Linked DNA regions of Mus musculus: region 2 is linked to region 1. Evidence: chromatin contacts called from public HiChIP or PLAC-seq data. All regions are on one chromosome and are shown on one strand. Each heading gives the region's core, a stretch centred on a gene start, on an enhancer-like site or on the middle of the called end of the contact. The rest is flanking DNA. Distances are from core to core; before and after follow the strand shown. Region 1 holds the start of Oxt (oxytocin). Region 2 overlaps Atrn (attractin).

Evidence for each region. HiChIP or PLAC-seq counts read pairs in DNA pulled down with a chosen protein or histone mark.
Region 2: a contact with region 1 is called in an H3K27ac HiChIP or PLAC-seq map of acute myeloid leukemia, with 3 times the contacts expected there. The contact joins the enhancer-like site here to the promoter of Oxt in region 1. A contact is called at or near these places in 5 of 39 promoter capture datasets (the C10 cell line, HPC-7-derived erythroid cells, cranial neural crest and 2 more), 1 of 15 datasets of contacts at CTCF or cohesin (pro-B cells), 4 of 484 Hi-C or Micro-C datasets (the G1E-ER4 cell line, the THB-7 cell line, cerebral cortex and 1 more), 1 of 115 datasets of contacts at active chromatin or transcription factors (acute myeloid leukemia) and 2 of 9 other capture datasets (embryonic stem cells and pancreatic islet).

What each region holds. Positions count from the first base shown.
Region 1 is chr2:130,574,887-130,577,458 of GRCm38.p6, forward strand. It overlaps Oxt (oxytocin), which reads left to right and starts at 1,283. Exons shown (of 3, transcript NM_011025.4): 1 at 1,283-1,443; 2 at 1,705-1,906; 3 at 1,991-2,168. The coding sequence starts at 1,324. The coding sequence ends at 2,046.
Region 2 is chr2:130,931,783-130,934,354 of GRCm38.p6, forward strand. Atrn (attractin) reads left to right here. Exons shown (of 29, transcript NM_009730.3): 2 at 1,604-1,687. Among named protein-coding and RNA genes, the nearest start is that of Atrn, 27 kb to the left of the region's middle. Within about 2 kb of position 1,284, at least 31 of the 459 cell types and tissues checked have an H3K27ac peak or open chromatin away from gene starts, as enhancers often do. A contact at or near this core is called in acute myeloid leukemia, where this site is marked.

The sequences.
Region 1 (2,572 bases), core at 33-2,532:
TTTTGGTTGATTTTGGTTTTAGTTTGAAGCCCTGGCTGTCCTGGAACTAACAGAAATTCTCCTGCCTCTGTCTCCTGAGTTCTGGGATTAAAGGTGTGCACCCCCAGCACCCTCTCTTGATATGTATTTCATTTTAAGGGGCTGGAGAGATGATTAGCCTGCACACTGCTCTTTCAGAGAACCAAATTTTGTCCTGGGCACCCACATAGGCCTACCCATGATCCCCTTTAATGACAGCTCCTGGGGATCCAGCACCCTCTTCTGGTCGCCAAGGAAACCTGCGTGCACAAATGTACACACACAAAATTAAAATTGAAATGCAAAAACTGTTCCCAAAATGTACTGCTACCATCATGCGGGGGACTTGCCCCACCCAACGTCGCTCACACACTAGGCAAGTACTCTGCTACTGGGCTGCATGTAACACCCTTCCCATGCAGACCTATGCAGACCTGCAGCCCAAACCTGAAATGTACCCAGAGCTGCCCAATTGATTGCACCAAAATGGGCCAACCATTATATGTGGCCACCTGAGAAGGGTATGACCTTGGCACAAATGGCTTGCTGTAGCTGAGGCCACCTGTTGGCCACACTCCAGCAGCTGATGGCCACTGTTTTCTCAAACAGGAGTCTAGGCACCTAGTGTGGTAGTGGATAACTAAACTCAGCATTTGGGAGACAGAAGCAGATGGAGCGCTGTGAGTTCAAGGCCAGCCTGGTCTACACAGCAGGTTCTAATACAGAGTTTTAAATACTAGTGTAATTTTCCTTTTGCTGTAATTTTTCTTTCTTTTTATTTTAATTTGGTCTGTTAACTGTGTTTTGGTTTTGATCTCTACTGAGACTTTGTTTTACGGGCTAGTTAGAAGAGCTGAGGTGCATTCAGAGATTGAACAAGACGCCATCTTTTTCCCCATCTAAGTTTCAGGTCCATGTAAGGGCTCCCTCACTCACTTGCCCTATCCTGCCTTATTCTGAGATATTGGATATCTGTGAAAAACAGCTCCTGGCTAGGGCGCACCTCCAACCCCTCCCAAGTCTCTCTAGCCTCTTGTAGCCTAGGCCACCCCTTCCAGGCTGCTTCTCTTTTGAGTTCCAGGTCATTAGCAGAGACGATGACCTTGACCCTAGCCCAGACCCTGCAAATGAAGGGCCTGCCTCTAAACAGCGTGGAACAATTTGACCCAAGAGACCTTCTGTGACCAGTCATGCTGTCACCCTCTTTAGACAGTGCTCCACCATGGCAGTGCCCAGACATAAAAAGGTCGGTCTGGGCCGGAGAAACCATCACCTACAGCGGATCTCAGACTGAGCACCATCGCCATGGCCTGCCCCAGTCTCGCTTGCTGCCTGCTTGGCTTACTGGCTCTGACCTCGGCCTGCTACATCCAGAACTGCCCCCTGGGCGGCAAGAGGGCTGTGCTGGACCTGGATATGCGCAAGGTGAGTCTCCCCGACCCTGTCCCTTCCCTTCCCGTTCTGGCGATGCTAAGGACCAGAGAAGCTCTCCCACCTACAGAGAGCATTCCCGCACACTTGCCAGCCCTACCAAGGCCTCGCGTGGGAACCCAGGGCTTTGGGAAGTGTTAGGCTCCCTCTTGACGCCGTGAAGGTAACGACAATGCCGGAGCACCCACTGCCCCTCGCTCTGCCACAGTCCGGATTCGGATTGTGCACGGCGCCCACCCGCATCCTTCCCCACAGTGTCTCCCCTGCGGCCCGGGCGGCAAAGGACGCTGCTTCGGACCAAGCATCTGCTGCGCGGACGAGCTGGGCTGCTTCGTGGGCACCGCCGAGGCGCTGCGCTGCCAGGAGGAGAACTACCTGCCTTCGCCCTGCCAGTCTGGCCAGAAGCCCTGCGGGAGCGGAGGCCGCTGCGCCGCCACAGGCATCTGCTGCAGCCCGGGTGAGCAGGAGGGGGCCCAGCAGGGTGACCCGGCAAGGAGCCGTCGGGTTTGCAGCTCAGAACACTGACCCATTTCTCTTGCAGATGGCTGCCGCACAGACCCCGCCTGCGACCCTGAGTCTGCCTTCTCGGAGCGCTGAGCCCACTTTCTGGGAATACCTTTAGCGCGCTTCCTTCGTTCCCCATGGCCACTGCCAGAAAAAAAAAAAAAAAAGAAAAGAAAAGAAAAGAAAAGAAAAATAAAGTAGATTTCCTCTTCAAACTTGACTGGTGTCTAATTGTCGGAAACGGGAGGGAGGAAAGGCACCGGGAACGCCGTGGATCTTGGCATTTTGTAGCAAAAACAGTCCAGCAGGCTGCTCGGGGACCGAGGGGTGCTCTATGGGCTGCCATCTCCCATTAGCCCCATTTCCATTTCAACTGGGCTGGGCCTGATAGACTTAAGAGAAGAATTTGGAAGTCCAAACAGCAACGGTGGACTTCTGTGGGAAAGGGCAACGCCTAACAGGGGACTGAGGAGCCTAACAAGGCAGGCTAGGAGGCAGGGGAACTAGTTCAGTCACTTCCATATCTGAGAGGGGGCTTTAGCTGTGACCTCAGAGGTTGAGGGGGCAATCCTGGCCTAGAAGGCAGGGTCTTGGCCAGGGGAGGGTAGTTACAGAACCA
Region 2 (2,572 bases), core at 34-2,533, 360 kb after region 1:
AGTGAGGAAGCAAGTAGCACCTTTGTATATTATGTTCTAAGTAGCCAGAGATACTTGACACAAAACAAAGTTGAGAAAATGTATCTTCTAGAAAATACAGACATGGAAAGGTGTCCTTTCTATAAAAGAGGTATTAAACATTAACCTGAAAAAAAAGTTAGCAAATTGGGCTTTGGCAAATGAATATAGTCAAGTTTCATTTTTATTTTGTTTTTTGTATATGACTGTTTGGCTTGTTGTACCATGTGTGTTCCTGGTGCCTAGGAAGTCAGCTGGAGTTACAGATGGTGTGAGTTGCCATGTGGGTGCTGAGAGATGAACCTAGGTCCTCTGGAAGAGCAGTTAGTGCTCTTAACCACTGAGCCATCTCTCTAGTTCCTTCTGTAGAATTTTCATTAATTTACAAAGGAGAAAGTATAAATGATAAAACCATGAGAAGATAGACCGGCACTAGAATTAGTGGAGTCAAAATGTTAATGATATGTCAGATACGCCTTATATGAGGAAGTTGCAAAATTATGAAAATCCAGGCACTCCACTGAGTTAGAAATCTAGGCTCTGATGCATACTGCTATGGTAAGGTAGCAAGTGGCCATTGAGTGCAGAAGTGAGTCTGGATGGGTCTTCTGGTGTTGTGGAGCACACAGACTGCTGTCTTCTGCATTGCAGTTTCACCTGTATTTCCTTGGAACTACTTAGCTTTGCAACTAGGCGTTAAAAAAAACTTTATATTTATGGTTTTAAGTTATTTATTTGTTTTATTTTATTTTATGAGACATAGTCTCACTCTCTAACCTAGGCTGGCCTGGAACTGCCTAGGTAACTTGAGCTGGTGATTCTCTTGCCATAGCCTTCTAAAATTTTAGATTGCAGGCATAAGCCAGACCACTCCTGACTTTTGTAGCCATTTTTCTGACATGAAGTGTAACTTTGCTTTCATAACTAAAATGATTTAGTTGTTTTGTTATTGTTTAATCCCTTTTGCTTTGAATGTATCCTTTTGTGTGGGTGGCAGATATATAACCACAGACTTTTCCACAGGCATCCTACCCTAGGTCCAGAAATGACTCTGAGACGTCTTATATATGAATGAATGCCTAGGCCAATAGCTTTGGCTGATTTCCACGGGTTCATAGCTCAGTTATCCCATTTAAACTAGTCTAAGTCATGCCATGAGGCTACATACCCCTCCTTCAGTTTCAGGCGACTGTCTTCTCAGTTGTGTAATGTCCTATCCTCTGTTGCTGCTCCCCAACCCCCATCCTTGCGTCATAGTCCGTCTGTCCTCGTCTCCCCCCATTTACTTGCACAACGGACTCTACTCTAGAAGTCCTCTCTGTGCTGGAGCTTGCACCTCCGCTCTCCCCGTCTAAGCTAATAGGCAACAGCATTGTACAGACAGGTGATGCTTCCATACATCGCACAGGAGATTCTCCCTACACAGATACTTATTCATCCAGCGTGAATGCAACCGTCCAGGCGTGTTCTCCTAGTTGTAGTACATGCTGTTGTATCAGTCTGATGAATTTCTTTGTCTTTACAACCAAGAAAGATAATACTGTAAGAAATTTTGACTAACATTTTTTCTTTATTTAAATTACAGACTAACTGGCTCTTCTGGATTTGTAACAGATGGACCTGGGAATTATAAATATAAGACGAAGTGCACATGGCTCATTGAAGGACAGTAAGTTATAATGGCTGACTTTATTTTAATTTATTATAAGAGCACAGTATAGCACAAAATACTTCCATGTGTGTTATTGCTATTTCTTGAGACAGGACCTTTCTGACTGAGTAACTCAGGCTGACCTTGAATTTTGCTATGCTACCTCTGCTTCCCAAGTGCTAGGGTGGTAGGTGTGGACCACCATGCCCTGCTGCTAAAATACCGTTCATTGATGCTTTTCATTTGGATAGTGTTCTTGCTTTTTAAAATTTACTTTTTGGGGGACCAGAGAGATGGCTCAGTGGGTAAAGTGCTTGCTGAACAAGTCTGGTTATGTGAGTTAATCCCTGGCTCCCACAGTGGAAGAGTGACTCCTGAAAGTTGTCTTCTGACTCCCACGCTTGTGCATGCACGCACACACACAAATAATAAAATAAAAAATTAAAAGGAAATTTTCTTTTTTGGGTGATAGGGATTGAACCTATGACTTCACTAAGCAAGTGCTCTATTGTTAAATAATTCCTTTAATTTGTGGGTTTTTTTTTTTTAGGTTCCAAGTTGACTTAATGTTATAAATGAAAGATACATACCAGAAATTTGCATATTTCTAATAGTTTAAAAAACTTAGTTAAAATCTTTTTAATAGTTTGCTTAAATCTTTATATAATAATGCTATTATATCATTTTTCTAAATATTGATTTTATTATCAGCAAAACAGTAAATGAGCCATCAGAATAACCACTGTAGCCTGTTTCCCTGGCCCTCTGTCCTTCCATCTGTCTATCTTCTCTTTTTTTTCCTTTTTTGTGCCTGTCATTTAGGGCAAAGCATTTTAGTCTCTGAACAAAACTTTGAAATTTCCAAGTAACTCTTGTTTATTTGTTGTGTCTCATATTCAACCC